Regions from separate parts of the Mus musculus genome. Here regions 1, 3, 4, 5, 6 and 7 are each linked to region 2. The links are chromatin contacts, called in public HiCAR-type and promoter capture Hi-C maps. All regions are on one chromosome and are shown on one strand. The core of a region is the stretch at or near the end of the contact, and the rest is flanking DNA. Distances in the headings are between cores, read along the strand shown.

Region 1 (4,165 bases), core at 301-2,800, 2.4 Mb after region 2:
GTGATAAATAATCTAGGAATGATTTAAAGTATACAGGAGGATAAGCTAGATGCCTAGGTTATCTGTAAATACTTCATTATCATGAACATCCACAGAGTTTGATATGTTCAGGGATCATGGACCCAATCCCCCACCATACAGAGGGATTACTATAATTAATTTTAAATCAAATAAAAATAGAGCTCTTTTCTAAGTCACACTAAACACACTTTAAGTGTTGAGCAGTCACTGGGGTAGTGGCCATCACAATGTTGAGGACTGTAGTTAGTGGAGTGGACGTAGGAGCCGAAGAAACTGAAGCTACTCAGTTAAATGTAGGAGGCAGGAATAGGACAAGTCAGAGCTGCCCAAATTAACACAATGGTGGAAGAGGAAGGTCTGGAAAGGGTGGTGGTGGCGGCTCAAGCATGATCTGAGCAGGCTAACCTGGGGTGTTAGTCCCATATACAGACCAGGCCAAAGTCTTGCTGCAGCTACAGGGCCGTGTGTGGGGCTGGACCAGACAAAATTTGGAGACGACTGTCAGAGAGGAAGGCATACCAGAAAGAAACCAAGTGGATATGCCCCTTTTAGTCCCTTCCGGCACTTGTTGATCCATCTGTCATGCATCCTTCCCCACCTAACAAGGCCACTGTACCAATCCATCCACGTAAGCAGACACAGCAAGCAAATATGAAACATTTAAAATCAGGTCATTTCTTTTTTCTTTCTTTCTTTTTTTTTTTTTTTTTTTTTTGAGACAAGGTGTTTCTATATAGCCCAGAATTCAGAGTTCTGCCTGCCTCTGACTCCCAGTGCTGGGATTAAAGCTGCATGCCACTCGCTATACATGCCACTGTACCCGGCTTCCATGGGTAACCCAACCCTTGGCTCTACTTCACGCACGGGTTCTCTGGCCTCTGAAGGGATAGCATGCTTGCAGTCCCAATCTTCCCCAAGCTGCAGGAGGAGAATTTGTGAGGCAAACCTGGCTGTCTATCAAGACCCTGACTCTGAGTAAGACTTAATCCTTTGGAATTTCAGGCCCACAGAGGATGGTGGTCCTGGGACAAAGACCTGGTGCACTGTCTCTGAACAAGGACTCTTCGAGTATGGGGTCCGGGCGGTTAGAGGTCCCTCAGAGAGACGGGTGGCCCAGGCGCGAAGACCTTCGGGAGGTGCGCCATCCAGGCACTGCCACCGATTCACACAAACTCAAGACCCACTAGCACGCAGCGTCCCCTTCCCTTCAGAGCACCGATCTCCGCCATCCCGGGATGGAGGTGAGGAAGCAGGGCCGAGCCCAAACCTCCCGTCCCCGCACCTGTCCCAGTTGGTGTCCCAGACGCCGCGCCCGGCTCGCGCTCCTGTCCAGGCCGGCGGCTCGGTCGCGCGCGTGTCTGCATCCCCGCCACCTCGCGGCTTCCCTACCGCGACCGCCGAGAAGAGAACAGCGGCCGAGCCACCGGCCAGACCACAGGCCGCCAGCTGAAGCGCCTGCCGGAAAGCCATGCCGCAAATCGCGCGACCTGACGGCGGGACGCCAGGAGCAGACTTCCGCTTCCGGCTGGTGGAAGTCCCGCCCCTTCCCCCCCCCCCGACGAATCAGGAAACGCGGCCCAGGGCGCCACCTGCCGGTGGTCGCAGGGTAGCAGGCGCAGATGCCTGCCCTTTAGTGGGTGGAAATCAGGCACTGGGGTTTATTTATTTATTTTATTTTATTTTTTTGGTTTTTCGAGACAGGGTTTCTCAGTGTAGCCCTGGCTGTCCTGGAACTCACTCTGTAGACCAGGCTGGCCTCGAACTCAGAAATCTGCCTGCAGGCACTGGGTTTATATGAATTGAAAAACCTCAAGTTTGGCACTTCAATTTGAAGTTTTTATGTTTTCATTTGTAATCTTTAAGTGTATGCATACTCTCAACTTTCACCTCCTGAATTCTTTCCATTTTTTTCCCTAAGAACCTTCTTCATTCAACTATCAACCCTCCATTCCCCACCCCTAGTCCCTGGCACCTACCATCGCGCCTCCAAGTTTTACCGCTCTAGTTGCTTTTGACCAATTGACCGGGTCCTTCTGTGTAGGAAAGGTGTCCACCTGCTCTTCCAGGGCCATTGTACCCAAGGCCTAGGGACTAGACTGGCAGGCCCACGGACTTACAGCTCCAGGCTTGGGCTTTAACTACCAAGCGGCCCAGCACTTGGCAGCTGTTATAATTTTCATCTTTGAGCAACAATGAACAGCAGCAGGCATTTGGTAATATTACTGCTCCTGAATGAACCTCTAACCTCAGACATTCTCAGAACCCTTGGCCTTCCACAATGGCTAAGGCGGTCCTTTGGCTAGACAGCTCCCTAAAAGTCTTAGCAACAGGATCTGTTTTTTCCACAGCCTTCTTTCACCTCAGCTCTCTATTCTCTCTAGCCTCAGCCTTTTGGTGTTCCTAGCTCAGCCTACCCTACTATTGATAAAAATAAATTAAATTTTTTTTACAAAAACCCTCTAAGGCCTGACATACCAAAAAAAAAAAGGATACAGAGGCTGTATTTCACACTGACTGAAACGTGAGTTTCAGTCGGCTTATATATAAAGAGAAAAGGGTGTTATGGCAAGGGTCTTAGCCCCAATCCTGGCAGTCCTTCATGCACGTTTGAATCAATCGCAGGTTTTCTGCAGAGCCACCAAGGGAGAGCCTCCCCCTGGCCTGGATGAGACGATTGCAAGGTCATCAGAGTTCACTACCATGCTGTCTTGCTCAGTGTCGGTGGAGGCTGTCTGGACAGATCATGACTGGAGCAAGTCTTCCACGGAGGTTCTGGTGGCCCATATGACTGCAGAGGTGTCTGCCCAGTGAGCCCCAATATCTAAACTGGCTGCCAGGAGGGCAGTGTGGCTAGTTGTCCTTAAGAGGCTGCTTTCCTGACAGGACCTCAGCCAGGCACCAGAGCAGGACCTGTTAGATGCTTTAATCTTTCACAGGAAGCATCAATAGGGTGTGTGTAACAAAAATCTGTAACAAAATTACAGTATAGTTCTTTTTTTTTTATTTTATTTTGTTTTGTTTTTTTGAGACAGGGTTTCTCTGTGTAGCCCTGGCTGTCCTGGAACTCACTTTGTAGACCAGGCTGGCCTTGAACTCAGAAATCCGCCTGCCTCTGCCTCCCGAGTGCTGGGATCAATGGTGTGCGACACCACGCCCAGCTACAGAATAGTTCTTCTTTAACAGTGCTTCCTTACTGCCTCTTTGTCCCACAGGGATGTAGGTCTCCCTGATTTGTATTCTAGGTACCTTAAATTATTTGGACTCCCACAGTCTGTCCTCTTGGAACTAGGTGTCCTTTTCTGTGTCTTTCTTTCTTTTTCTTTTTCCTTCCTCTGAGATGGGGGTCCCATCATACTGTGTAGACTTGGATGCCTTGGGGCATGCTGTATAGACCAGACTGGCCTCAAACTCATAGAGATCCACCTGCCTCTGTCCCCTGAGTGATGGGGGAAAGGCCCTTGCCACCAAGCCTGGCTTACGTGGCTATTTTGAGCATTAAATTTGTAAACAAATAAATGTGTTGCTTCATCTCAGGAAACTGCTTCTGTTTCTGCACTCCTCTTTATCACTGCAAAGTAAGGGAAAAGGCGTAATGGACAGAATAAGCGGGAGGTACATGCAGAATTGTGACACCGTGTGACAGTGCAGTTGTAAGGACCACTTTATGGGTTTATATATAGATATTGGTAGACTGGGTACACAGGTCATTCGGTAGGGAGCTTGTTTAGCTTATGCAAAGCCCTGAATCCCATCCTCAGTATTGCCTAAATCAGGTATAGTGGAGCACATCTGTAATCCCAACAAATGAGAAGTGAAAATAGGAGATTCACAAGTTCAAGGGCATCCTTGGAGTTCAAGACTAGCCTGGAATACATAAGACCCTGTCTCAAAAAAGAGAGGGTGACTTGGGGGAGAATAGAGAGGTGGTTAAGAGCACTGGCTGCTCTTCCAGAGGTCTCAAGTTTATTTCCAGCACCAGTCTGTGACTCCAGTTCCAGGTGATCCAAAACCCTCTTCTGGCCTCTAAGGGCAGTGGACACACATGGTATACAGACATAATCTCAAGCAGACATAAAACAAAAATAAGTGAAATCTTTTAAAAATAAAGGAACTGTTGGCCATAGTATCTAGAGCTAAATATGAG
Region 2 (4,199 bases), core at 670-3,169:
TGATGTGTGTTTTATTTATTATTTTATTATGAGCATTTTATCATTTGTTTGTCTGTTTATTTAATGTGTTATTTTATTTGGTGTTCTGCCTAGATGTGTGTCTGTGTGAGTGTTAGATTTTGGGGTTTCAGAAAGTTGTGAGCTGCCTTGTGGGAGCTGGGAAACTCCAAGATCTGAATCATTAGAGAGGAGGTGGCCTCCACTGAGAAAAATGCCTACATGAGATCCAGCTGTAGGACATTTTCTATTGATTGCTGCTGCTGACCCACACACTTCTAGGGGATTCGGCTTCAACCTGGAATCTCACCACAGGAATGCTGGGATTACAGGTACATACTCCATTCCTGGCTTTCCATAAGGGTTCCGGGGGTCTGACGTCAGTACATCAGGTTTGTATAGCAATCACTTTTACCTGCTGAGCTATCCATAAAAATACAAATATTTTTAAGGAGTCCCACTGCCCCTCCAAAATCTGAGCACCAGTGTCATAAAATGCTATTGCTAAAAATAATTGGGTACACAGAATTTGGGGAAGCAACTTTGTTTTGTTTTTTCTTTTCTTTCTTTCTTTTCTTTTCTTTTTTTTTTTTTTTTTTTTTGTTTCGTTTTGTTTTTTGAGACAGAGTTTCTCTGTGTAGCCCTGGCTGTCCTGGAACTCACTCTGTAGACCAGGCTAGCCTTAAACTCAGAAATCCACCTGCCTCTGCCTCCCGAGCGCTGGGATTAAAGGCGTGCGCCACCACGCCCGGCTAGGGAAGCAATTTTCAAATTGCATTCTCATTGACTTTGGTTTTCCGAGACAGGATTTCTCTGTGTAGCCCTGGCTGACCTGGAACTCACTTTGTAGACCAGGCTGGCATCAAACTCAAATCTGCCTGCCTCTGCCTCCCAGGTCGTGCACCACCACTGCCCGGCTCTCAGACTTTTTTTAGACTTTCTAAAGCTCTCAGCCTTATAACTGTTCTTTCACGTGTTTAAATAATTGTTTGTATGCATTTCTTTTCCTTCAGGCAGCCCAGGCTGGCTTCCAATTCACTAGGTAGCCTAGGCTAGCCTTGCACTTTCTGATTCTTTTTCCTCTCCCTTCTAAGTACTGAGGCTGCAATTCTTAGCTGCACACCCAGTCCTAAAAAGAAACTTCTTGAGGAAGGGGACTAAGAGTGATGGAGGAGGCGGCGCTCATAATGTCAGGAATTCTGGGGACAATGGAAGCATAAAGGCAACAGGAGAGTGCAGTGGGTTTTGTTTTGTTTTCACCATGTAACAGGTAACTAAGAATTGACTGGAGGTCAGCACTCTGAGAAGTGCTGGAGAATGAAAAGTATGCTTGAAGCAGATGTCAAGATGCTATGCAAAGGCAGAAGAGTCTCTTCTAACTCAAACTTGAGGCTCTGAGGCTGAGCTTCCCGGCGGCCCTGTGTGCTGGGAATTCCGAAATATATATTCCAGAAGTGAGTCAAGTCATGGAGAAGGCAAGATTTCAGCATAGGCAAATTCATGTATTTAACTTAATTTTTACCCCCTCCTGCTTAGAAAAATAATTATATAAGTGTGGTGTGTGTGCGTGCATGCCGAGCGTGTTTTTAAAAATGTCCTCCTGCCCGGTAGTGGTGGCACACGCCTTTAATCCCAGCACTTGGGAGGCAGAGGCAGGCTGATTTCTGAGTTCGAGACCAGCCTGGTCTACAGAGTGAGTTCCAGGACAGCCAGGGTCACACAGAGAAACCCTATCTCGAAAAACCACCCCCCCCCCAAAAAAAAAAAAAAAAAAGTCCTCGCAAAAAGCCTCTATTTCCCTTTCTCATCGCCCATCCTCCATGCTCGTTGAGAGGAGGAAGATGACATTCATCCTCCTACCGGCAGGGGGCGATAGCCCGCGCATCTTGAGGCCTACAGCCACTCTTTCTCACGTCGCTTGCGTGCTGGTGGTGCTACATACTGCGCATGCGTACGTGACTCCGGTCTTTTTCCCCCTTAGCGCGGCCGACTCTGCAGGTCTGCGTGGAGCCGCGGTTGCGGGTCTCTATTCCGCAGGATGGTGAGTGGGCATCTGGGTCTCAGGCCCGTGCGTGCACCGGGGTGCCCCCTCCTCTCGCGGATGCCCGCTCGGGGTCGGCTCGTGCGACCCGGGGGGCAGATGGCATTCGATTCCCGGCTCTGCGCCCGCCGTTCCAGCGTGGCCTAATGGCTGCCGGGTGCCAGCCGGGGGAGGGGCCGCGGCGGAGGGTGCTCGGGACGAGGCTTCCGAGTCCGGCTGCCAGCCGCAGTTGTCTCCGGGGTCGTCAGGAGGCCGTGCCACGGAAGCCCGAATCCCTCGGCCTCGCACAGAGCCCTGAAGCCGGGAGTGTCTGTCAGTGGAGGCCGTGGCGCTGCTGCGTCCCGGAAGGGATGTGGCGGCCCCTGGCTCTTCCTGGCCAGAGTCTGGCCCTGTTTTCAGAGATTTGCTGAGATCGGACTTGAGAGGTGGGGTGCAGCTCTTCATTTGCGAGGAGTAATTGTAGATCGTACTCTGCCATTTGAGCCCGGTTTAGGCAGGGAGGAAGTGAGCGCCGAGTGGTTGAACTTTCTCGGTGAGGTGTGCAGTTGTCGGCACAGATTGGCTCCGGTGTAGGTGATACATCCCGGCGGTTTGGCGTAGGGATCGATCAGTGGTACAGGAATTGAAAGATTGTTTAAAGGCAGTACGAAAATGTCTTTGTACCTGCAAGTTGTAGTAAGGAGCCTGCAGTTGTGGATGGAGCGACTTGGGTCGGTGCCCTATTCCGCCCAGCCATCTTTACGTGTTTTCTGAGGCTTAGTTAGGTGTGTTTGGCGAAGAGAACCAGTGCAACAGCAGTTCTCCATCTGGTTCTTAACCCATCTGTCAGATATTTGTATTAACGATGAATAACTACAAGATTAAATTAACGAAGCAGCAACGAGATTTATGGTTTGGGGAAGGGTCACCACAGCATGAGGAACTAACCTTATTAAAGGTTGAGCACTGCACAACAGCGATTCTTGTTTCCGGTCAGCTTAGAAACATGCTATAGAAGTTGACACTTGTAATAATTTGCTTTTGAAACTTGGGCATGATTTTGTTACATAGTTAAATAAAAAAATACAGACCAAAACCCAGGTGGTTCTTGCCTATTAATTCGGCGCTCAGAAACTACCAAATGCTAGGTCATGTTGGGCTACATAGTTGGCCTGTATCAAAAGAAAAAAGTCATGGGACGAAACAATTAGCAAAGCCCTGATAATTTTTTTTTTCCTTTAAAGGGGTTTGTGAAAGTTGTCAAGAATAAGGCCTACTTTAAAAGATACCAAGTGAGATTTCGAAGGCGGCGAGGTATGAACTTTTTCTGTTTTAGTTTCTGAAGACTGTTTCAAGGTGGAACCTTCCCTGGTTAAATTTTTTTTTCCCCTTGCAGAGGGTAAAACTGACTACTATGCTCGAAAACGATTGGTGATCCAGGACAAGAATAAGTACAACACACCCAAATATAGGATGATAGTTCGTGTAACTAACAGAGATATCATCTGCCAGGTGAGTTATGTCCTAGACTTGAGTAGTGTGGTCAGACGCATCAACTCTAACTTTTGGGAGAGACTATTTTCTTGTGTTAGTAGATTTCAGTGGCGGGTGGGGGGGGTGGGGGTGGGGGGAAGGTTTGGAAATCCTGGCTTTGCTTAATTTCCATTATGGAATTTGAGAGGAGGACTGGGAAATCTGTTGATATGAATAGTCTTCCAATTACCTTCATCTGTCACGCATTAACTCCTGGTGCTTACTTTATGGGCTTGTGTGCCATTTTACTGATTTAAAAAGGCTGGTAATAGGGTGGTAGGACTCTTGTTGCCAGGCAGGGTTGCTCATCTGTCATCCCAGCATGACAAGCTATTTCTATTTACTGTTTGAAATAGGTTTTAAAATACACAAAAATGTCTTCCACTTTGAAAGCCCTTTAAAAATGGCAGTCCCTGTATTCAGGGCTTTTACAATAAAAATTTGCTGGTCAGGAGATAGGTGCACTTGCCTTTTGTGACTTTGTTAACTGAAGGTGGGGTTGTCTGGTGTTCTGATAATTAAGGATGAAGTGTCTAAGACTTGGTTAAATTTAGCTCAAAAGATACTTTTAAGTAAGTGAGACCTGACTTTGGTGGTGGTGGATCTTTATTTAGTTAACCTTGGCTGTTGCCTGTAGACCAGGCTGGCC
Region 3 (4,282 bases), core at 951-3,450, 2.5 Mb after region 2:
ATGTGGCCTAGAAGAGGTGGGGAAAGGCCAGAGAATACAACTGGATACAACACAAGCTGACCATTTAGATACAAATGGGCTGGTCTAACAACAGTGTGATGTGACCTTAAGGCAGTAGCTCTGGACTTCCTGAAAGGCCTTTCCTCTCTTCACAAGTATTCACTCCTTAATATGTTGAGTCTTGATTGTTTCCTTCTGGGTACTGGGAACCCGCAGGCTCAATCCTCGCATTGACAAGTGTGAGGGGCAGAAGCCCAGGAATACCAGTCAAGTCTCCACAGTGTGGAAGAAGGTGAGACCAAAAACTGTGTCACAGGACCAAGCAGTACACAGGTACACAGAACACCTAAGGTGAGGCTGTAAAGCCTGAGACCCAAAAGAGGCCAAAAAAAGAAATGTGGAGAAGGCTAAACAGATGTGGAGGCTCTTTTGAGTTCTTTTTGGGCCTAGCAGACACAGGTGTGGCAAGGTAGGAAATGAGATTGCAGATCTGGAACTTCTGGTACCATGGCTGCAAAGTAGGGGCTTTAGCATACTGTCTGGCTGTGTCATTATCATCACTAAGGCAGAAACCCCGAAGCCTTCGTGTCTTCTTAGCACATCAGCACCAGACACAATACAACACACCCCACAAAATCATCTTAGTTTAGGATCTTTGGCTTGGGCCTATAACTCATCTCATATTCCCCAGAAGACACAAGGGCTGAACACAAAGTGGGACTCGGCCCTGCATGCGAATCAAACAAACCCATCTCAGGGCTACTCATAGTGGCCATCACCAACTGACCCTCAGCTCTACAGACCCGGCAGACCCCAGGGTTAGAATATGAACTTGGGGAAAACTCCATTTAGATATCCAATGACCAATTCCCCTTTCTCAAGCTTGGCCTGAAACTGGGAAATCGCAGGTATCAGTCAGGGCAAGAGTGAATAGGGTCGCAGTAATCCCTGCGACCACAGCCCAGCAGATGAGATGTGGTCCCCAAAGTTTTCACCCAGACAGAGATCTCTGCATTGCTAGGGGTTTGAAGGTTCTGCTAGTGCCCTGAAGGCCTGACCAGCATTTTCAACCACTTGAGTTCCAGAGACACAGTGACTACTCACTCACTCACTGACCATTTCTCTCACTTCCTTCTCTTCTACTAACCTGAGTTCAGGTCGGAAGGACACTTTGCTCAGCAAATACTGTGCACGACAACTCAGTCAAACACGTAGTATTCTTAGCAAATCTATTACCTATACCCATGCAATGATCACCAAGAAGGGTTTGCCAGTTGACTCCCGGTTCCCTCCAAAGAACCCTTAAGAGATCATAGGACAGGAAGAATCCCAAGTGTCCATTTTATCGTCGCTGCCTCCCCGAGGCCCAACAATGTCCAAATCCCCAGCTGGTCCCGGACGCAGCGATAACTTGGCAACAAGTAACGATCGCTGCAAAGCCCGCTTAGGTGGCGTGGTTTAAGTCCTCCCACACACCCCTCACTCCAGGTCCTCTTCCTGGCAAGGTTGCAGCGCGGGGCCAGGAGGCATACGTATGCGTTTCCTTGGTCCCGGGTCTGGCCTTCCAGCCCACCTACCTCCAGGGCCTCCAGGGTGCTGAAGCTGGCTATAGCGAAGCCGTCAATAACCTCCTCCTCCTGCGAGCTGGACTCGCGGCGACGGCGCCGCGGGGGGCGCGCAGCGCGCAGAGGCGTAGGGCGCTGAGGCGGCGCGCCGTGGAGTCCCGCGTTCTCCTTGCCAGGACTGGGCTCTGGCTCCTCACCCGACGACGGGCTCTGGGCGCGGGCGTCCCGGGCGGCTTCCCGACGCCGGCCGCGATCTCGCTGCGCGCGCGAACGCCGGCTTGGCCGGACCTTGGCCTCCATGGCGGCGCCGCGGCGGTGACCTTGGCGCCCCGCACCGCCTGCTACGCCGTGCCGCCGGGCTGCGAGGGCGCCGCGCGGGCTCGGGGCCGGGGCGGGCTCGGGACCGGGGCGGGCATGCCGGGCGCGGGCTCTCAGCACCGGACGCCGCGCGGGCTAGGACCCCGGGTCCCGCGCATCGGAGTGCGGCGGTCTCTCGGCGACCCTAGACCAGGTCCCCAGGGACACGGCCCATGGCGACCGGCGGGCAGCGGCAGAAGGCGGCGGGTGGCGGAGCTTCTGAGCACCGGGACCGTGAGGCAGACACAGTAGTGGCAGCGACCAGAGCGGATAACAACTGACGCACTTCCGCCGGGCCGGAGTGCCAGAGGAAGCGGGCGCAGCTGGGGGAGGCTGACCCGTCGACTCCGCCCCACCCTGGCCCCGCCCTGACCCCGCCCTTCCGGACTAAATGGCTCTGCGCTGAGCGGGCCCTCGCCCTTTCACGTTAAGCCCCGCCCCCGAAAGGGGGGAAGCTTTCCCTTTGCTCCGCCCCTGCAACAGGCCACACCCGTTTGCGCACAGCTCTTTAGAATTCCGACCCCCCGACCCTGTCAGATCACGCCCCATTCTTCCCGGCTCCACCTCTCTTGTCTACGCTTTCTCAGTTCCTTAAGCCCCGCCCTTGCCTTCCGGTCCTGCTCACCTGTGCAGGTCGCTGAGCCTAGTCATGGTCAGATCCCTCCTACTTCATGCCTCGCCTTGTTGACCACGCCTACTAGGCAATTAGTGCTCGCCTACAAGTACTGCCCAGCCACCTACAGCGAGTTTGTGGCGATCAGCGCCTCCCCTTCCGCCCTTCCCGTAGGAGGTGATGGGTCTATGCACCTACAGTAGCTTGGGGCAAACTGAGTGGAAGCACGTGAGAGAGAGTAGGTAGGTTGGTGCTGGGGGCTCACTGTGCTGAAGTCCTAGAGGCAGCGCGTACGTCATCGTCCACCTGCAAGCCCTCAAGCCCAGTTTCACTCTGGTCCCCATGCAAAATTAGGTAGCGCCCTGAAAACCAAACCCTCCAGTCTCAAGTAGTCTTTCCTTAGAGACCTGCCTACACTAGTCCAAGGACTTGGGGACCGCCGATAGGAAGTACAAAACTAGACAAAACCGTGAGTTTCCTCAGCAACTTCCCCAGTTGGGATGCCCTGGAGCTGGGCACGAAGTCTCAGCAATTCCTCCAGTGAGAACATTTGACATGAAGAGAAGGGAGGTGTCACAGCTTGGGCATTGGGCACTGAGTGAAAAGTGACATTGAGCCATGCCTACATCTGGGCAGCAGAGGCCCTGAAAGGAAGCAGACACGACTGAAGAATGCCCCTGGACAGGACCTCAAGTGCACATTTTCTGGCTCCTGAGATGGCCACAGGCTCTCTGCCAAGACGTCCCTTGGGGCATCTGGGAACGTGGCCTATCATCCACAAGTGTGCTCTTTCACTTAACAACACGGGGACCAACACACCTGCCAGCCTACCTGCCAGCCTTCCCTCTTCTTCCCATTCCAGATTTTATTACAAAACTACTCAGAGCTAGCATCTAACTAGCTAAAGAACCCTGTTGGAAAGACGCAGAACCAAGGCAGCTCCTCATTCCTGCTAACTGTTCTCTTTTAGACACCTCCTCCTGAGACCACCCCACTCCCAGCTTGTGGGGAGTTTCACTCTAGGTCAACCCTTTTCCACTCCAAGAACAACGACTGAGACCCGATTTTTGAAGTTTTCAACAGAAATAAAAGGTATCCTTGCTTACCAGTTATCTTAGTCAGGGTTTCTATTCCTGAACAAACATCATGACCAAGAAGCAAGTTGGGGAGGAAAGGGTTTATTCAGCTTACACTTAAATCACCAAAGGAAGTCAGGACTGGAACTCAAGCGGGTCAGAAAGCAGGAGCTGATGCAGAAGCCATGGAGGGATGTTCTTTACTGGCTTGCTCAGGCTTGCTCAGCCTGCTCTCTTATAGAACTCAAGACTACCAGTCCAGGGATGGTCCCACCCACAAGGGGCCTTTCCCTCTTGATCACTAATTGAGAAAGTGCCTTACAGTTGGATCTCATGGAGGCATTTCCCCAACTGAAGCTCCTTTCTCTGTGATAACCCCAGCTGTGTCAAGTTGACACAAAACTAGCCAGTATACCAGCTCTCCCTTGTTCTCAAATGCATTGCCTCAGTGAAAGGCAGGGGCTCCAGAGACCAGGTTAGGTCCAGGACCTTTCTTTCTGGGTTTCTTCCCAATTTCCTTACCTCTCCTGGGATTAAAAACTCTGTTAATTCATTTCCAACTTAGAGACTAGTCATGGCCTCCCTGGAGGAATGGGACTCTAGCTCAGTTGTTCCCTAGAGGAGGCTATGGAAAGACATCTGTACTGATTCTCTCCCACAGGACACAGGGA
Region 4 (4,289 bases), core at 541-3,040, 2.3 Mb after region 2:
CTTCTCTCGAAGAGCAACTGCATTCTACGTGACAAGAATGAGCTCTGTTCCCACAGCCAGAGTTTGTGCCTGAGCCAGTACTTAACTCTGATCACTGTAGCCTTTGACATCTTTGAAAGATCTGCCTTTCCATTGTCACAGACCCTATGTGGCCATTCTCTAGGCTCACACCGATCTCCCCTCCTCGTGCTACTCGTATTTAACACTCTCCTAGATCTTCATCATGCTCAAACCTCTCGGGCAGGTTTGAAGCATCTTTCCACAGCTATGTTTTCTTTAGAAATTGACTCAGATTGATGAGATGTCTCTACATTTTTTTTAAAAAATTATTATTGTGTATGTATGTGATATGTGTAAATATATATGGTGAGTGTATTAAAGTGCACACGTTGAGATTAGAGGCCAACTTGTAGAGTTGGTTCACTTCTTCCACCACTATATAAGCTTCAAATTGCCAGTCTTATGCTGCAAGTGACCTTGCTTGCTGAGCCACTCACCAGGTTCAGAGAGGTCCTTTCTCAATAATCCATAAGATTGCAGAATGTCTACCCACCTGTCTCTTTATTCAGCTCTGACATCATCTACTCTCTTGTATGTCTGTTTTTTACTATTTCCCTCCAAGAAGTAAGTTTCCTGAAAGCAGACAGCATCTGGCAAAGTCCTTGGCACACAACAGTCCTCAGTAGATACAGCAGGTTCCCCCATCAACCCCTGGACATATAAAGCTGGGACCCTGTCAGTCCTTTTGTCTACCTCAAGACCCTTCAAATTTGTTCATTGACTGATGAGCAGAAACAAAAGGGAAATATCCAAACAATAGGATATTAGCAATAAGAACGAAGCACTAAAAGATGTACAACATGGATACAATTTGAAAAAGAACTCAAAGCTATACAGTATATGAACCCTATTGGTATGAAATGTACAGGCAAGGACACTCAGAAACAGAAATAATGATAAAATCGTAAACAGGAGCAAACTTTACAGCATGTAAATTATATCTTTGTAAAGCTTTGGTCATTTTTATTTGGGGTTGGAAATGTAGCTTGGAGGTGGGGAGGTTACTAGACATGTTCAAGGCCCAGGATACAATCTCGAGCACTGAAAACAAAATGTATACTTAGCATTTTCCCCATGTAGCAGTGGCAATAGTTTAATATTGTGTTGTGAGAACTTCCTCTCCTTTCCTATCTTCACATACTAGAGACTGAACCCAAGAGTTCTGAACTACACCGCAGACGTCTTTTTACCTTTTAAGACAAGTCCCACTTTATAGTCCAGTCAGTCCTCGAGCTTGTGATACTTGTCAGACTTCCTCGTGGCTGGCAATGCAGTCGCGTGGCGCAGTGTCCGGCCATGTATAACACTGGCAATAATACAAACAAGACTGACAAACACTTAGGAACAAGTTGTCAGAACTGTGGTGGAGGCGGTGTCTGGCGGGGAAGCCACGCCCCGGGGGCGTGGCCACGTGGATCGTCATACCCACCAGTCAGAAGGCCGCGAGGGGCGGGAGCGTGGCGAGTCCAACGTCACTACCACCGGAAGCGTTTTTCTTTTTTTGGGGGGGGGGGGAGGGTTGTCCTGATTTCGTCTCTTAGGCTGGAAGTTGTTCCTCTGAAGGGAAGGCACACAAAATTTTAAGTCCACTTTCTGAAGGATATCTCAATCTGTCCGGAGATCCATACCAACCCCAATTTGAAAGTGGCTACTGGCCGCTGAGGGCAGCCTCTCTTCCGGAACGAAGACCTCGCGGACCGTTTGTTTCCGGGGGGTTGCCCGAGACTGGTACCCTGTTGCGCCCCGCCCCTTGCACAGCCACGTCCTACCGGAGCCGCAGGGTTGGGCCGGAACCGGTGAGGGTTTTGGGGGCTATTACTGAGGAGGGTCGGGACCTTGTGGCAGAGGACCGTGGAGGAACTGTTGGGGCAACCCTGGCCGCGCCCAGAGAGGCGTACAGGGGCAAGGCGGATGCAGAGTCCGGTGAGGGTCGCGCAGACTTTGGGTCAGCCGCGGTCAGCTCAAGTCAGTTTTTGCTTTTACTCCGTGGGGTTGGAAACCTGCCTCGCAGCTGGGTTGTCAGTAAATGCAGAGACTGCTTCTGCACCCACGGAATGCGGTCTGCCCTGAGAGCGTTGCTACTGCTGCTTGGTTGGGTCAGCGTGTTTGAAGTCTGCTCCTTTTGCAGTTGATGACGAACGTGACATGGTGGCAAGTCGTACAGTGCGTGGGGGACTTAGGTTGTTTTGATTCTGGTGCTCAGAGGTGTTTGCTGAACATGGTCAGTGGAGTCAGTGACCAGAGAGAGCTAGGCGAACAGCTTACCACCTTCCCACGGGCGCTTACTGAATGTTTATAGAAAAAGAGGCCCTGTTTGTAAAAGGTCCCAGGATACAGTAGTGTTTTGGTCTCTGTTTTCATCACTTTCTGGTGGAGGTATACTGACAACTCAAAACAGTTGAGAGGATTAGGTTTGTGCAACCTTCGGAAGAGTTTACCTTTGAGTCAAGACAGGCCTCCATGACAAGAATCGTTTGTGCAAAATTATTGAGAGGAATGTCTCAAGAAAAGTGAACAAGAAGTGTAGAGACCCTATGGAGAGTCAGTTGTACTTCTGGATGCATGATATAGCCAGATAATGAAAAAAGACACAGCATGTGAGGGGTACAGACATAAGTAGGAACCCAATTAAAGTGGTCTCCGGTCGAGGCTAAGAAGTTTGTATTTTATTGTCAGTAGGACACTGTAAACCATTTACAAATGCCGCCTGACTTTTATAGTCCGTTAATGACTCAGATACAGTGTACCTTGAATGGAAAGAAAAGGAAAAGCCTGGATAGGGTGGCACATGTCTGTTATACCAGCTCTTGGGAAGTCAAGACAGGAAGACCTCAGCCAGCTTGAGGCCCATGCTACATAGCAATATTCTGTCTAAAAAATCCAAAAGCAGATCGGAAAGACTTCTGAGTGGTTGAATGTTATAGAGTCTGATGACCTGAGTTCCCTGGGAGCCCTGTGGTGGAAGGAAAGCATCCACTCTTCAGTTGTCCTCTGCCCTCCACACAACTGTGCGTATGAACACAGACACAAATCTGGAAAATCTTGTTTCTTCCCTATTTCTTATAAAAGAAAGGAAACAGAAGAAATGAAAGTTGCTCAGATTTAAAAATAGCTGGGTTTTGGCCAATTGCTTTAAGTAGTGTTTTTTTTTTTTCTCTCTCAAGTGAGAATATAACTGCAATTTGGCTCTTTCAACAGCTGTTGAAAGGAGAATTAATTACACTTGTTTAGCAGAGACCCTATATCTTATTGTAGTCAATCCTAGCAAAATTTTTGTATTTATTTTCTCTGTGTTTTGTTTTGTTTTGTTTTTCGAGACAGGGTTTCTCTGTATAGCCCTGGCTGTCCTGGAACTCACTCTGTAGACCAGGCTGGCCTCGAACTCAGAAATCCACCTGCCTCTGCCTCCCGAGTGCTGGGATTAAAGGCGTGATCCACCATGCCCGGCTTTATTTTCTCTGTGTTTTTATTGATGAGGAAATAAGCTAAGAGTGGCTCAGAAATCTACCTAACAAGGTCTTACAGCCAAATGGAAAAACAGGATTTGAGGCAAACGTGTTTAACTCAAAGCATGTGAATTATGTCCTTGCTGTACCTGAGGCTGGCCTTTGGTTTTCACTTACATAGAATGCTGTTTGCTGTTGTTCAATAGTGCAGCACCAACCAGACATCTTCAGGAAGCCAGCCCTGTTTTATCTTTGCCTGTGCGTCCTGTCTAGTTGATGATAACCTCAGTAATGGGGTAGCTGTTGTTTGTGGATCCTGTTTGTGAACTGCTGGGAAAGCTGGAAGCCTGTTGCACCTTAGATGGTCTCTTAATGCAAAATCTGGGTGAACTGCTAAAGTTAGGTATATCTTGGGAATTCCTCAGTGATAGCTTTGCTTTGCCATCCAGAAATGGGAGGAAAAATGGTTAAAAATAAAACTATAAACTGCGTGAAGTGGTACATGACTATAAGGCTAGCATTCAGAGGTGGAAGCAGGAGAGTCACCATGAGTTGGAGACTATCCTGGGCCATATATTGAGCCTTAAATCCCAACCCAAAACAAACAGATTGAGCTGGCAGAGATGGCTCAGTCACAAAAGTGCTTGTGAGACTTGATTTTGATCATTCGCCAAAGCTCATGTAAGAAAGTGAGGCATGATAGTGTACACTTGTAACTTCAACACTGGGGAGGTGAAAACACTCAGATCTCTGGGGCTTACTGGCCAGCCAGCGTATTCCTAG
Region 5 (3,972 bases), core at 1,030-3,529, 2.4 Mb after region 2:
GAGGCAGAGGCAGGCGGATTTCTGAGTTAGAAGCCAGCCTTGTCTACAGAGTGAGTTCCAAGACAGCCAGAGCCATACAGAGAAACCCTGTCTCGAAAAACAAAAACAAAAAACAACCACCAACAACAAAAAAAGATCTTGCTGTGTAGATCATGGGATGAGTCCCTATTGAAGTAACTTGCTAAGTTAGGTAAAGCCCCAGAAGATAGAGGCACTATGACCTAAAGTGAAAACCACAGATGAGCACAGTGAGACATCCACCTGCGGGGCTGTGTGCCTTCCAACATCCCCACAGCTGCTCCATTGAAGGCATGGATGTAAAAGGCAATAGGAGGGATCCTCACAAGGACATGGTCTGTGGGCTGTATTTAAGCAAATAACTCTATGTTGTAGTTTTGTTTTGTTTTGTTTTGTTTGTTTGTTTGTGTTTTTTTTGTTTTTTTGTTTTGTTTTTGAGACAGGGTTTTTCTGTATACCCCTGGCTGTCCTGGAACTCACTTTGTAGACCAGGCTAGCCTCGAACTCAAAAATCTGCCTGCCTCTGCCTCCCGAGTGCTGGGATTAAAGGCTTGTGCCACCACGCCTGGCTCTTAGTTTCTTTTTATGTTGCAAAATGAACAAAAACCAAACCAAACAAAAAATGAGACAAAGGCAACTTAAGAGAACAATGGCTTATTTCAGCTCCCAGTTAAAGGTTCAAGTCCATCAAGGCAGAGAAGTGAAGGCAACAGGAGGTTGAAGGATCTCCTCACAGCACACCCACAATGAAAAGAGAGAGAAAACGCGTGCGGTTCAGCTAGCTCACTTTTTCCACTTCCAGTCAGACACCAACTAGGAATGGTGGCGCCCCTAGTGGGCAGATCTTCCCAGCTCAAAGAAGATAATCAAGATAAGCCCCTCAGGCATGCTTAATTCCTAAATGTTATCAAGTTGACAACTAGCTTTAACCACCACAGCTGTCTTCTAAAAAGCTATAAATCCAAAACTTTTAGTATGGATCATAAGGACCCTCTTGACTTGACCCCTGGTTACCTCTTCCTATCTACTCTCCCTGGTCATTTTCTCCACCAGAGTCCTTCTCTTCACCCCTCCGACATTCTCTGAATTCTTCCCCCAGAACTTTTACACTTACTGTGCCCTGTAAACAACCGCTTCTCTTCTCTGTGCTTCTGACCAACGTCAACAACCCAGGAGAAATTTCCCTAACTGCTCTAAGTTATACATTTATCTGCCTTTTGCGGGGGTGGGGTGGGGTGGGGTGGGAAGATGGACTCGTTCTTCTTAGCTCCGAGAGAAGTCTATGCGCCTGTTCTGATCACAGCTATGTGCCCGCGCACAGGAAGCACTCTGCACACACTTATGGAAAAGCTAAGTTAATACAGAACCTACAAAATGCACTAATGGAAATGAACAGAAACAGGGATATCTCGTTAGGAAACCGAACGATGTAATTCAAAGGGCAGAGTTCACCAGCGACCGTGCCTGGGTTGCTCAGGGTTAGAATGTGTCCCTGACTCGCGGGTCTTCACAACACTCAGACTGCAAAGGCTAACTAATGCTTGGGACCCAACACACAAACAGCACTTACTGGCTAAGCAGAACGGGGTCGCACCTTAAGGAAGAACTCTGCCTTCCTCCACAGCAGTGGTTCTCAACCTTCTTATCGCTGTGACCCTTTAATAATACAGTTAGCTCCTCATGGTGTGGTCACCCCAACCATAAAATTACTTTCACTGCTACTTCTAAACTGTAATGCTGCTACTGTTGTGAATCATAACGTAAATATCTGATATACAGGATATCTGATACGTGACCCCCTGTACAAAGGTCGTTCAACCTTTAAGGGGTTCCCGACGTACAGGCTGAGATCCACTGCTGCTCGGGCAATATCTGAGCTGCTTGGTCTGCAGACGCCCCCTCTCTTAACCTCCCCTGCAGGAGAGTCTCCCCTGTCGGCACCCCTCCTTTTCACCCCACTTCCCAGTAGGCGCCCACCTGCTGACTGCTTTGGTGAGCACCGGGTAGAGCTTTAGGAGCAGCAAGTATTGGGCGAGCGCTCGCTTGGGAAGCGACCCGAGCTCGGATTCCACCCGCAGCCTGGACGCCGCAGGTGCCATCGCGGTCCGGATGTCTAAGTCGCCCCGGGCGCCCACCCAACAGCTAGGCAGTCGGGCACCCGGCCCGGGACACAGGGCACAGGGCGGGGACGGCCTGACATTTTCTGCCCTTCCTCCGCCCTCAGCGAGCCCGGCCGTCCCGCCACGCGCGCGGCCAGCTAGTGCACTCTTTTCCCCCGGTCCCTGCGACCCACCCTCTGCGCTCGCCGGAGGATTGGAGAGCCGAGGGGCGGGGCGGGGCGGGGCGGGGCGATGGGGGCGGGCCCCGGCTAGGTCCATCTGAGGCCGCGCCTTCTCATTGGCCGAAGCCGTAGCCTCGCGAGAGCACGTGGAGAGCGCGCCAAATTCTCCCCGGAGCCTGAGGGAGCTTTGGAGCGTCGCAATGGTCCTGAGGAACAGTGGACGGAGGCACCCCGAGCCGGGCGCGGATGGCGAAGGCAGCCGGTGAGAGCCGGTGTCCTGCTGCCAAGGCGCTGGCGGTAGCCGCGGCCGGAGCAAGCTTGGGCGGGCGCGGTGTCCGGGGGTTCAGGGGTGGGGAAAACAGCGGGCCCGGCGCGCGGCGCGGAGGACAGGGCGGGCTCCCGTCTTCGCCCTGTGTGGTTTCCGTAGTTTTTATTGAGATGCTAAACTCAACTCCGTGGCCCAGGCTGCTTCTCTAGAAATATCTGTGCCTGCCCTGTGACTTGACTAGGGGTGAACATCTATTCTCATCAGACAAGAAGGGAACGGGGAAAGTAAAGGAAGATTCTGTCTAGACCAGCTCGGCGAAGTAAACCAATTTATTAAACCAAAAGCCGAAACCCTTACGCATCACATCAGCAAGAGATTCTAGAGTATGGTGACAAAGGAAACTGATGTGGATATCGTATATAGAGATTGGTGACACTGTGGCAGAATAAGACTCTGTATCAGGGGCTGGTGAGATGGCTCAGTGGGTAAGAGCACCCGAGTGTTCTTCTGAAGGTCCAGAGTTCAAATCCCAGCAACCACATGGTGGCTCACAACCATCCGTAACAAGATCTGACTCCCTCTTCTGGAGTGTCTGAAGACAGCTACAGTGTATTTACATATAATAATAAATAAATCTTAAAAAAAAAAAAAAGACTGTGTATCAGAATGTGAGCACTCATTGAGTGGAAGCCCGGTTAGAGCTGAATAGTGATAGTGTTTTCCTATTATATGTGAAGCTCTGGGTTTGCTGTACAACACCTGCATAGCAGCCAGGGTAATTGACCTGGACCAGTAAGCGGTTCTTCAGTGACAGGTTCCTGAGAGAGTGATGGCCAGGGGGATGAGGAGGAGATGGAGAAGATAAGAGCATTCAGGATCAGGAGGTGTCACACAGAGTGATGGCTCATGCAAGCAAGTTTATTAGGAAGTACAGCATCTTTTTTTTTTTTTGATGTATTTACTTATTTTATGTATGTGAGTACTCTGTAGTTGTCCTGTCTTAAGACACACCAGTCAGATCACATTGTAAATGGTTGTGAACCACCATGTGGTTGCTGGGAATTGAACTCAGGACCTTTGGAAGAGCAGTCAGTGCTCTTAACCACTAAGCCATCTCTCCAGCCCCAAGCCATTTCTTCAAGCCCCCAAGTACAGTGTCTTACATAGAGGTTTTGTACCTCTATGGAAAGGTGGGTGGGACAGTGTCATAGAGCAGGTAGCAGCCTTGGGACAGAAAACCATAGCCCCTTAAGGATGAGAAGAGATGATTTCTTAGGATCCGGATCCACAGCGCCCTCAAGGCCCTGGTTCTCAGGCTATTACTTGCTCTACCAAGCTCATTCCTGATTTAGAAAAAGGAGCTATGTTCTTTTTCATACATCCAAGCCTCAGTCTAACAGTAACA
Region 6 (4,054 bases), core at 764-3,263, 2.8 Mb after region 2:
TGTGAGCAGGCCTCCTACCACTGCCTGGGGACAGAGATAGGGTGAATGACCTTGTCTCACAGAGTGGTCCTAGCATGGTCAAGGAGAATGGCGCAAGCCCCATACCACCAAGTTGTCTGCCATTTCCTCTTCAACTGACAAGACAGGAATAATCCCCCCAGCTATCTGTTCAGTCTGCTGGCTCATGGGATGGCCTTAGGCGGTGGCCACCACGGTCCTCCAGGTCCCACCAAGGCCTCACCCTGAAGAGTGTGCGGGGGAAGAGGTAGTGGCTTTCCCACTGAGGCTTCTCCAGTGGTTTTGCTCCTTCCAGCTGCACAAACTTCATGAGTGTCTTGAGGGCCAGTTCCTGGGATGCAGAGAAGAGTGAGCGTGAGGCCTCCACCCTTCAGGAGGCCCCCAAAGCTCCTCTAGCCTCAGGGAGGAGCTCTCACAACCAAGCTTAGGACCGGGCCAAAAACCAGGAGAGAAAGGAGGCCAGACCCCAGCTTATCTCGCTCCATGTTACATGTGTGTGCCGATGGTGACCTGGGATAGAACTCTTAACAGAACTTGGCTTGAGGCATGTACACAGGGTGGGCCTGCAGGGGAGGCCACCTAACTATTCCCTTGTCCCCCCCAGTTTTGGAGGTGCCTCAACAAATGTGACAATGTACAAAGCAGATCTGCTGCCTGGAACTAGGGTTACAGACTCCATGTCTTTAGGTCCGGATGATTCACAGCACACAGTGGAAAAGAACAGCAATAAAGATGTCTAGGTAGAAGTCTCTCAGACAAGTGAAGGAAGAGATGCTCGCATCAAAGGCCTCTACCCCTGTGCTGTGAAGTACTTTAGAGATGAGAGGAAAAGCTGGGCTAAGGGCTTCAAGACTCACCTTGACCTGGAAGGTGGGATGGGCCAGGAGTTCCTCTAGGCGGTTACAGCAGCTGTGGTATCGATGTCTTATCCACACCTTGTATTTGTATGTGGCTCCCTGGGACCCTGGGGACAGAGTTAGGAGAGCTAACTCACACTCATATTTATGTGTGCCAAGCCTGACCAAGGTCCCAAACTCAGCCCCAATCTTCCGGCTGTTTCTCATCTTCACAGCTGTAAACTATTTAAGATGCCAGACCGGGGCTTGGGAAAGACGATTTCTGAGCCCTGCAAACTGGGAAGGGGGTATTGAAATGTAGTTCCTCTCGCTTTGCCTCAGAACCTGGGTCTCCCCACTAGGACAGAGACAGTATCAAACTCGGAAATGGCGCAAATAAAACATGGGTGTGTGTGTGTGTGTGTGTGTGTGTGTGTGTGTGTGTGTGTGTGTGTGTGTGTGAGAGAGAGAGAGAGAGAGAGAGAGAGAGTGTGTGTGTGTGTGTGAGTGAGTGAAAACGGCTACGTATACGGATTCACGCAGTCCTGGCAAGTATACGGATCTCAACTCGCTTCCTGAGCTACAATGAGTGACTGCGTCGTCCTCCCAGATCGCATGGTCTATGACAAGGCCCTGGCTCGGGGGTGCATCCTAAGTTGACAAGGCGTCCCACCGGAACTGCCTAGCGGAGAGTACCCCACGCCCTCCAGGTCACCCACCTGCCAGGGCCGTGTCTTCGCTCGGCAGCGAGCCCACGAACAGCTCTTCCCGCTCCAGCAAGGTACCGAAGAGTCGGCTGCACGTGCGCACTCCTTCCTCGATTTCCTCGGGCTCCTCGGACTGAACACGGGGAGGCCCCGACAAGGTGACGCTCGGCCCCGTCGCGACTCCCACTGACCTGGCCGCCCCCAGGTCCGCCCCTGCGGCTCACCTGAAGCACAGCCAAGATGTCGAACACCGCGTTCGCTTGGCCACGACTCGTCAGCACTGCCTCCAGGAGGCGGCCGAGCTCTTGCCTGGAGCTCGCCGAAGCTGGGTGCCGCTCCATGCCGCCGCCGCCGATGCTGCTCCCGGTTCCTGGAAACCGAAGTGTGCGCCGAGCGGAGTCGCGCCCGTGACGTCACCCGAGCCTCTAGGTCGCGGGGCGGCGTACGTCATCAAAGAGCGCCGGAGAGGAACCGCGGCGTGGGGCAGCTATGGCGCTGTTCCACATAGCGCGGTACGCGGGCCCAGAGGCCGCGGGGCAGGGGGATACGGACGCAGAGGCGGGCAGCCGGGCTCGAGTGCTGCTCGAGCGGCTGCAGAACAGAGCCCGTGAGCGACAGCAGCGGGAGCCGGAGCTCGAGACCACAGGAACGGCCGGGGAAGGGGAAGCGGCAGCAGCAGGCAAGCGGCGACGGCGGCCCCGACGGCGGCGTCGGGTGAGCGGCTCGGCGACTCCGAACTCGGAGGCTCCTAGGGCGAAGCGGCGGAAAGCGGACAAGGACGTGGACGCAGGTGGGCCGTGAGTGCGCAGTGTGGACGGGGCATGGAGGCTCTCTGTGCTGCTGGGTTGACATCCCCCTACGTTGTGCTGTGTCGCTCAGGGAGAGGTGAGGAGGCTCCGGAGGAGCTCAGTGCCGGCGCAGAGGACCCGGGTGCGAACCCTCAGGAGGATGTCCAGAGACCCCCGGCTCCAGGCCGGGTGCTGGGGGACTTTGCAAGAAGAAAGACGCCGAAGGTGAGTGAGCCTGTGCGCGGTTCTTTTTGTCCTCCCGGGACTCTTCAGTTCTTAGCCGGGGGGTGGGGGGGATTTCGTTTTGTTACGTGACCTTAACTACTGAAAGTGGGAGGTATGCATGGGACACTCTTGAAACTGAAATCCAGACGGATAAGAACTTTTGGGATAAGCCCCGTGGCGTGCCTTGCTGTCCCTGTTGAAAGCAACATTTCTTGGTGCATGAAGACAGTTTGCTGGGTTGGTAGGCTTATAGGCAAAGTATCCAGATTGTGTTTAGTGCACTAGGATAGGGTGTCTGCTGGTCCGGGTGTCTTGTCCAAAGGTTGCCAGAGTGGGAGGTGGTGAAGGGTTGAAGAAAGACTGGTTAGGGTCTCTTAATGTTGTAGTTCCTGGTTTCTAATGACTCCACAAGCCTGGAGCCTTCTGGGGGACGTTTGCGCTGCTTCTTGCTTTCAGGTTCAGCCTTTCCTGCCAGCATGGTTGGCTAAGCCAAGCTGTGTCAAAAAGAGTGTCACCGAAGATCTCACTCCCATTGAGGACATCCCTGAGGTTCACCCTGACCTGCAGAAGCAGTTGAGAGCTAATGGCATCACTTCCTACTTTCCAGGTGCCTAAGCCTTGGACAAATGATGGGGTGAACTCCCCGAGGCAGCTTTCCCTGGGCTGTTAGAGCTGTAGTGTCAGGGTTGTGGTTTAGGGGTCCCCACTACACATCAGATCAGCGAGCTTCCATATTCTTGGGTTCAGGTCCTTGACAATTTTCCAGCCCTGGTGGCATCTTTGTCCGGGAGAATTCCTGGGTGAAATGGTATAACACGGCCTATACTTGACACACTCCTTTCCTTCTCTCCTTCCAGTCCAGGCAGCTGTGATTCCCGCCCTCCTCGAAAGTGCTGACCATGGGTTTCTCATAGGCAGAGGTGGCTACCAACCTAGTGACCTCTGCGTCTCTGCCCCAACGGGCAGTGGGAAAACACTGGCCTTTGTCATCCCCGTGGTACAGGTGAGTATGAGGGCAGATTCCCCGCTGTAGCACAACAGGGAGGGTCCCAGTGGCACAGATGGTCTCTGTCTCTGCAGGCCCTGTTGCATCGAGTGGTCTGCCACATCCGTGCACTGGTTGTACTTCCCACTAAGGAGCTGGCCCAACAGGTATTACAGCTCTGCGTCCAGAAGTCTGTATCCCCATCTCTAGTCGCCCTGCATATACATGCTACTTACCTCTTGACCTCCTGAGTCACACTCAAGGGTCTTTGCTTAGTCTGCCTTAGGCCAGTGACGGACTCCTTTTGCAGGTGAGCAAAGTATTCAACATCTACACAGACACCACGCCTCTGAGGGTTGCCTTGGTGACTGGACAGAAGTCGCTGGCTAAGGAGCAGGAGAGTCTTGTCCAGAAGACGTAGGTGTGCCAGGCGGTGGCCTCTTGAAGAGGTCATTCCTCAGCCCAGCTGGTGTCCTTTGGTTGGGGTGGTGTCCG
Region 7 (4,296 bases), core at 1,344-3,843, 2.3 Mb after region 2:
AAAAAGAGTTGAAGATGGGGGGTGGGGTGGTGGATATAGGGGACTTTCGGGATAGCATTTGAAATGTAAATGAAGAAAATATCTAATAAAAAAAGAGTTAGCCGGATGTGGTGGCGCACGCCTTTAATCCCAGCACTCGGGAGGCAGAGGCAGGCGGATTTATGAGTTCGAGGCCAGCCTGGTCTACAAAGTGAGTTCCAGGACAGCCAGGGCTTTACAGAGAAACCCTGTCTCGAAAAACCAAAAAAAAAAAAAGTTGAAGATGGCACCTATTAGGCTGCAGTTATAACAGCCCAGGTAAAAAGTGCTCACTCTTCAGGTCAGCTCCAGAAGCTTCTAGGATATGCATGAGAGAGAGAGAGAGAGAGAGAGAGAGAGAGAGAGAGAGAGAGAGAGAATGAATTAAATACATAATTAGGGTCAAGTATTACCCTCACAGTAAAATACTCGTGTGTTCTATTATGAATATCCTAGTGTAGTTAACTCTATGGAGGAGCAATCTTGACTTATACACCCCTCATCAAGTTTTCTAAACATTAAATTAGCATTTCCATATGCATTCCACTACCCTTTGTCCACTTTTGTATAACATTACTATCTCCATCAGGAAGGTCACAGTGGGCTTTCTCCACACTTACATACCTTTTCACTCTGAAAGTAGACCTCCTAGCCAGCTTGGTAGGCCTAGCTGCAACCCATAGACCATTATTCCTGGCCTGCTGTTTGTCCTAGCTTAGTTATATGTCTCCACCTGAAAACCTCAGGCTCCTGGATGCTGCTGTTCCCAATTCTCTCTACTGAATTCTCTACTATGGGCTGAGACCAACAGCATATAACATATGGCCAGATCTCTGAAAGTATAGTACATTTCTGGTAAGTCTTTGTTTTTGTTTTTGTTTTGTTTTGTTTTTCTGAGACAGGGTTTCTCTGTGTAGCCCTGGCTGTCCTGGAACTCACTCTGTAGACCAGGCTGGCCTCGAACTCAGATATCTGCCTGCCTCTGCCTCCCGAGTGCTGGGATTAAAGGCGTGCGCCACCACGCCCGGCAAGTCTTTGGTTTTGAAACAGGCTGGTCTTGAACTCAAGATCCTCAGCTGCCTAGGTTTCAAGTAAATGTTTTAGTTATAACACACAGATCTAACAGTCTTAATGAACAATGGTTATTTATTTATTAAAAGATTTATTCATTTTATGTATGAAAGTACACCATTGCTGTCTTCAGACACACCAGAAGAGGGCATCAGAACCCATTACAGATGGTTGTGAGCCACCATATGGTTGCTGGGAATTGAACTCAGGACCTCTGGAAGAGCAGTCAGTGATCTTAACCGCTGAGCCATCTTTTCAGCCCCCCACCCCACATGGTCTCTTTAAATAAACACAATTATGAAGCAAAAGACAAAACATTAAAAGTTGTTCTCCACTGCTCTATGACATATTCCTGTACCTGTTTCTTTAAGGAATTAATACTACTTTACCCATCTGCCTATAATTAAATTTAACTTATTTATCTTGGTTTTTTTGAGACAAGGTTTTGCTACTTAGTCTTGGATGCCTCTTGGGCTGGATCTATAGACCAGGGTGGCCTCGAACACAGATATCCACATGCTTCTGTCTGGAATTAAAGATGTGCACCACCACGCCCAGCTAAATACTGAAATACATCTAAATTAGCTTTCTAATCCTGGGGCTATAAAAATAACTGGAAATTCATCTTAGCATTTCTCAAGTCATCTAGTTTGGCTTCCCTGAGACTGTTCTGAGGAGTAAGTAACATCTTTAACTGAAGATATGACCTGAAGGGTATGTATATCTGACTCTTGGCTGGTAACCTGTAAATTGAACGTGTCGGGGCCTCCACTCAGGCCTTTTTAGGCCATTCCTCAGGCCACCCTCTCCGGATAGTGAGAATTGGTCTTACCAAGTTCTCACTGGCAGGAGGTAGGATACACATTTGAACAGAACAGGCCTCCATCCTCCACTCTGCCTTCTAAAGACCACTCAGAGTACATGTGAGAAGCCTCTACACCATCACGGGCTTCCATAGCTCATGATCTGTGGGCAGAAATTAATGTGACATGCTTGTAATCACATTTCTGCGAGCTCAAGGAGGCAGATCTCCAGCATAAGGCCAGTTTGGGGATATATAGTTAAGACTCAAAAAAGAAAAACAAAGGTTAGAAAAGGACTTCAAAAATTAAAATCAGCAGCCTGGCATGGTGGCTCACATCTTTAATCCCAGTGCTAGGTAGGCTTTCGCGTTATCCGTCGGAATGGTATAGGCATTCTGCCTGTATTCCAGAGAAAATCTTCATTAACAACAGGAGGCAGAGCTGGGCTTTCTGGCCGCCGTATTCATCCTCAGCCCCTATCAGTCAAGCACTATGGCCCCAGCTCTGCTGGCTTCGGGATGACACACAGTCTGGGTGACCCAGGAGCCCGCTCGCGCTCTCCAGCAGCGACAACTCGGGGCGGCGCACCTGAAGAGCGAGCCGCGCCAGGCAGCGCGCCGAGTCCGACTCAGGACCCCGACCAAGCTGCCCGCGCCACTGCCGGGCTGCGCTCGCGTTAATCAGGACCCCGGGCTGCCTCCGGAGCCGCCTGAGGCTGCGTTCCGGGCCGCGTTCTAGCCTGATCGTTGGGAAACGGGACGGCCCGCACTGCGCGCGCAGCCCGCCTGGTCTAACCACGGCCGGGCGGAGGAGGAGGCTTGGGGCAGGCGCGACTCCCGTGGCGAGGCGAGCGGTCTTCTGAGGGCCGGAGGCGGGAGCGACGCGGGCTGCATTTGCAGCGGCCGCGCTCAAGGCCTCGGCGCCGGCGGTGGCGATGCTGTGGCAGCGGCTGGCTGTGGTGGAGTGGGCGGCCCTGGCCTGGGAGCTCCTGGGCGCCTCGGTGCTGTTCATCGCCGTGCGCTGGCTGGTCCGCCGGCTAGAGAAGCGGCCGCGGGACCTGAACCGTTGCGGGACGCTCTCCTCTCCGCCCAGCGCGTCTGAAGCGGTGGCCGCACAGCCAGGTAAGGCAGCGTCAGTCGTGGGAGGAAAACCTCACTCTCCACGCCCCCTGGATACGGTAAGACCCTATCGCGGATATTTTGGAAACTTTTGATGAGAACCCACAGCCCTGTTAGCACTTCTTCTCTCCACCTCTCTAAACTGTAATCCCATGTTTACGAGGTATGTGTTTTGTTTTTGTTTTGTTTTTTAAGATTTCTTTAGAATTTTTTAAATTTATTTTTAAGATTTACTTATTTTATGTCTATGAGTATACACTGTAGCTGTGCAGATAGTTGTGAGCCTTCATCTGGTTGTTGGGAATTGAATTTAGGACCTCTGTTCGCTCGGGTCAACCCTGCTCGCTCACTCCGATCGGCCCCCCGCCCAAAGATTTATTTATTGTTATAAATAAGTACACTGTAGCTGTCTTCAGACGCACCAGAAGAGGGCGTCAGGTCTCTTGTTGTGAGCTACCATGTGGTTGTGAGATTTGAACTCAGGACCTTCGGAAAGAGCAGTCGGTGTGCTCTTTCACCAGCCCGAGGTATGTGTTCGTATGAAGCCACTTTTCACTAACGCTCACTTTCTCCTAAATCTAGTTCTTAGTGGAAGATGAAAAGTAATTCTTCTAGAAGGAAAATGACATTTTAAGCCATTAACTCAACTTTAGAACTTTAGAGATAACCCAACCCTAACAAGATCTTACGGGTAACAGAGGCTCCATTTGCTACTATGAACTTAAACACAATTTCATTTTTTAATTACTTAGGGCTGGGTATAAAACTCAAGGCGTGGCACATCTTGACAAGTCTTCTACCACTGACATACATATCAACCCTTTCTTAGCAGTCGTTGGTTTCTTGGGGGTTTTGTTTTCGTGTTTTTGTTTTTGTTTGTTTGTTTTTTGCTTAAGAAATGGGAACAGGAAGGTCAGGGTAATGCTGGTTATTTTTACATGGCCGTGGAGAAATGAAATGTTTGTGTTGTGACAACAGGGCCAATGCTTGTCTTTTGGGTTTTACATTCTCTTGACCCCGCTAAGAAAATAGCATGGTCTTATTGCAACTTGATGTGCCAGGGCTGGTTGATGGGGTGGAGAGGAACTGAGAGGAGAGGGAGGGCAAACTTTGGTCAGGATGTAAAACAAACAGTTGAGTGTTAAAAAAGGAAGTGGCACCGAAAGAGACTAGTCTCCGACTTGGAAATACACACACATATACACTTGTAGGTGCAGTTACAGGAAAGCACAAAGCAGTAAGGGCAACTTTAATAAATATAGTGTGCACTAGCCCGTTTACTCAGT

The links. Promoter capture Hi-C pulls out the DNA fragments that hold promoters and counts their contacts. HiCAR-type assays count read pairs that join an accessible place to other places. Capture Hi-C pulls out chosen DNA fragments and counts their contacts.
Region 1: a contact with region 2 is called in a promoter capture Hi-C map of adipose tissue. The contact joins the promoter of Pgam5 here to the promoter of Rpl5 in region 2. A contact is called at or near these places in 3 of 39 promoter capture datasets (cranial neural crest, hippocampal neurons and liver) and 1 of 9 other capture datasets (adipose tissue).
Region 3: a contact with region 2 is called in a promoter capture Hi-C map of liver, with 3 times the contacts expected there. The contact joins the promoter of Fbrsl1 here to the promoter of Rpl5 in region 2. A contact is called at or near these places in 7 of 39 promoter capture datasets (the 3T3-L1 cell line, the C10 cell line, embryonic stem cells and 3 more).
Region 4: a contact with region 2 is called in a HiCAR-type map of astrocytes, with 4 times the contacts expected there. The contact joins the promoter of Golga3 here to the promoter of Rpl5 in region 2. A contact is called at or near these places in 5 of 39 promoter capture datasets (cranial neural crest, embryonic stem cells, hippocampal neurons and 1 more) and 2 of 115 datasets of contacts at active chromatin or transcription factors (astrocytes and embryonic midbrain).
Region 5: a contact with region 2 is called in a promoter capture Hi-C map of liver, with 2.6 times the contacts expected there. The contact joins the promoter of Pxmp2 here to the promoter of Rpl5 in region 2. A contact is called at or near these places in 9 of 39 promoter capture datasets (the C10 cell line, cranial neural crest, frontonasal cranial neural crest and 5 more).
Region 6: a contact with region 2 is called in a promoter capture Hi-C map of liver, with 2.2 times the contacts expected there. The contact joins the promoter of Ddx51 here to the promoter of Rpl5 in region 2. A contact is called at or near these places in 3 of 39 promoter capture datasets (liver and pre-B cells).
Region 7: a contact with region 2 is called in a promoter capture Hi-C map of adipose tissue, with 2.9 times the contacts expected there. The contact joins the promoter of Ankle2 here to the promoter of Rpl5 in region 2. A contact is called at or near these places in 5 of 39 promoter capture datasets (cranial neural crest, hippocampal neurons, liver and 1 more) and 2 of 9 other capture datasets (adipose tissue and liver).

Annotation. Positions count from the first base shown.
Region 1 is chr5:110,268,349-110,272,513 of GRCm38.p6, forward strand. Pgam5 (phosphoglycerate mutase family member 5) reads right to left here and starts at 1,551. Exons shown (of 6, transcript NM_001163538.1): 1 at 1,304-1,551. The coding sequence starts at 1,491.
Region 2 is chr5:107,898,609-107,902,807 of GRCm38.p6, forward strand. It overlaps Rpl5 (ribosomal protein L5), which reads left to right and starts at 1,920. Exons shown (of 8, transcript NM_016980.2): 1 at 1,920-2,038; 2 at 3,262-3,331; 3 at 3,414-3,529. The coding sequence starts at 2,036.
Region 3 is chr5:110,446,303-110,450,584 of GRCm38.p6, forward strand. Fbrsl1 (fibrosin-like 1) reads right to left here and starts at 2,201. Exons shown (of 19, transcript NM_001142642.1): 1 at 1,578-2,201. The coding sequence starts at 1,865.
Region 4 is chr5:110,175,067-110,179,355 of GRCm38.p6, forward strand. Golga3 (golgi autoantigen, golgin subfamily a, 3) reads left to right here and starts at 1,791. Exons shown (of 24, transcript NM_001347389.2): 1 at 1,791-1,856. It overlaps Gm15787 (predicted gene 15787), which reads right to left and starts at 1,438. Exons shown (of 3, transcript NR_040431.1): 1 at 1,251-1,438.
Region 5 is chr5:110,283,889-110,287,860 of GRCm38.p6, forward strand. It overlaps Pxmp2 (peroxisomal membrane protein 2), which reads right to left and starts at 2,280. Exons shown (of 5, transcript NM_008993.2): 1 at 1,996-2,280. The coding sequence starts at 2,117. Pole (polymerase (DNA directed), epsilon) reads left to right here and starts at 2,431. Exons shown (of 49, transcript NM_011132.2): 1 at 2,431-2,561. The coding sequence starts at 2,500.
Region 6 is chr5:110,651,438-110,655,491 of GRCm38.p6, forward strand. It overlaps Ddx51 (DEAD box helicase 51), which reads left to right and starts at 2,014. Exons shown (of 15, transcript NM_027156.3): 1 at 2,014-2,351; 2 at 2,441-2,574; 3 at 3,031-3,181; 4 at 3,432-3,577; 5 at 3,655-3,726; 6 at 3,870-3,976. The coding sequence starts at 2,051. Noc4l (NOC4 like) reads right to left here and starts at 1,945. Exons shown (of 15, transcript NM_153570.2): 1 at 1,786-1,945; 2 at 1,574-1,694; 3 at 876-982; 4 at 242-349; 5 at 1-24. The coding sequence starts at 1,902.
Region 7 is chr5:110,228,411-110,232,706 of GRCm38.p6, forward strand. Ankle2 (ankyrin repeat and LEM domain containing 2) reads left to right here and starts at 2,594. Exons shown (of 13, transcript NM_001253814.1): 1 at 2,594-3,013. The coding sequence starts at 2,827.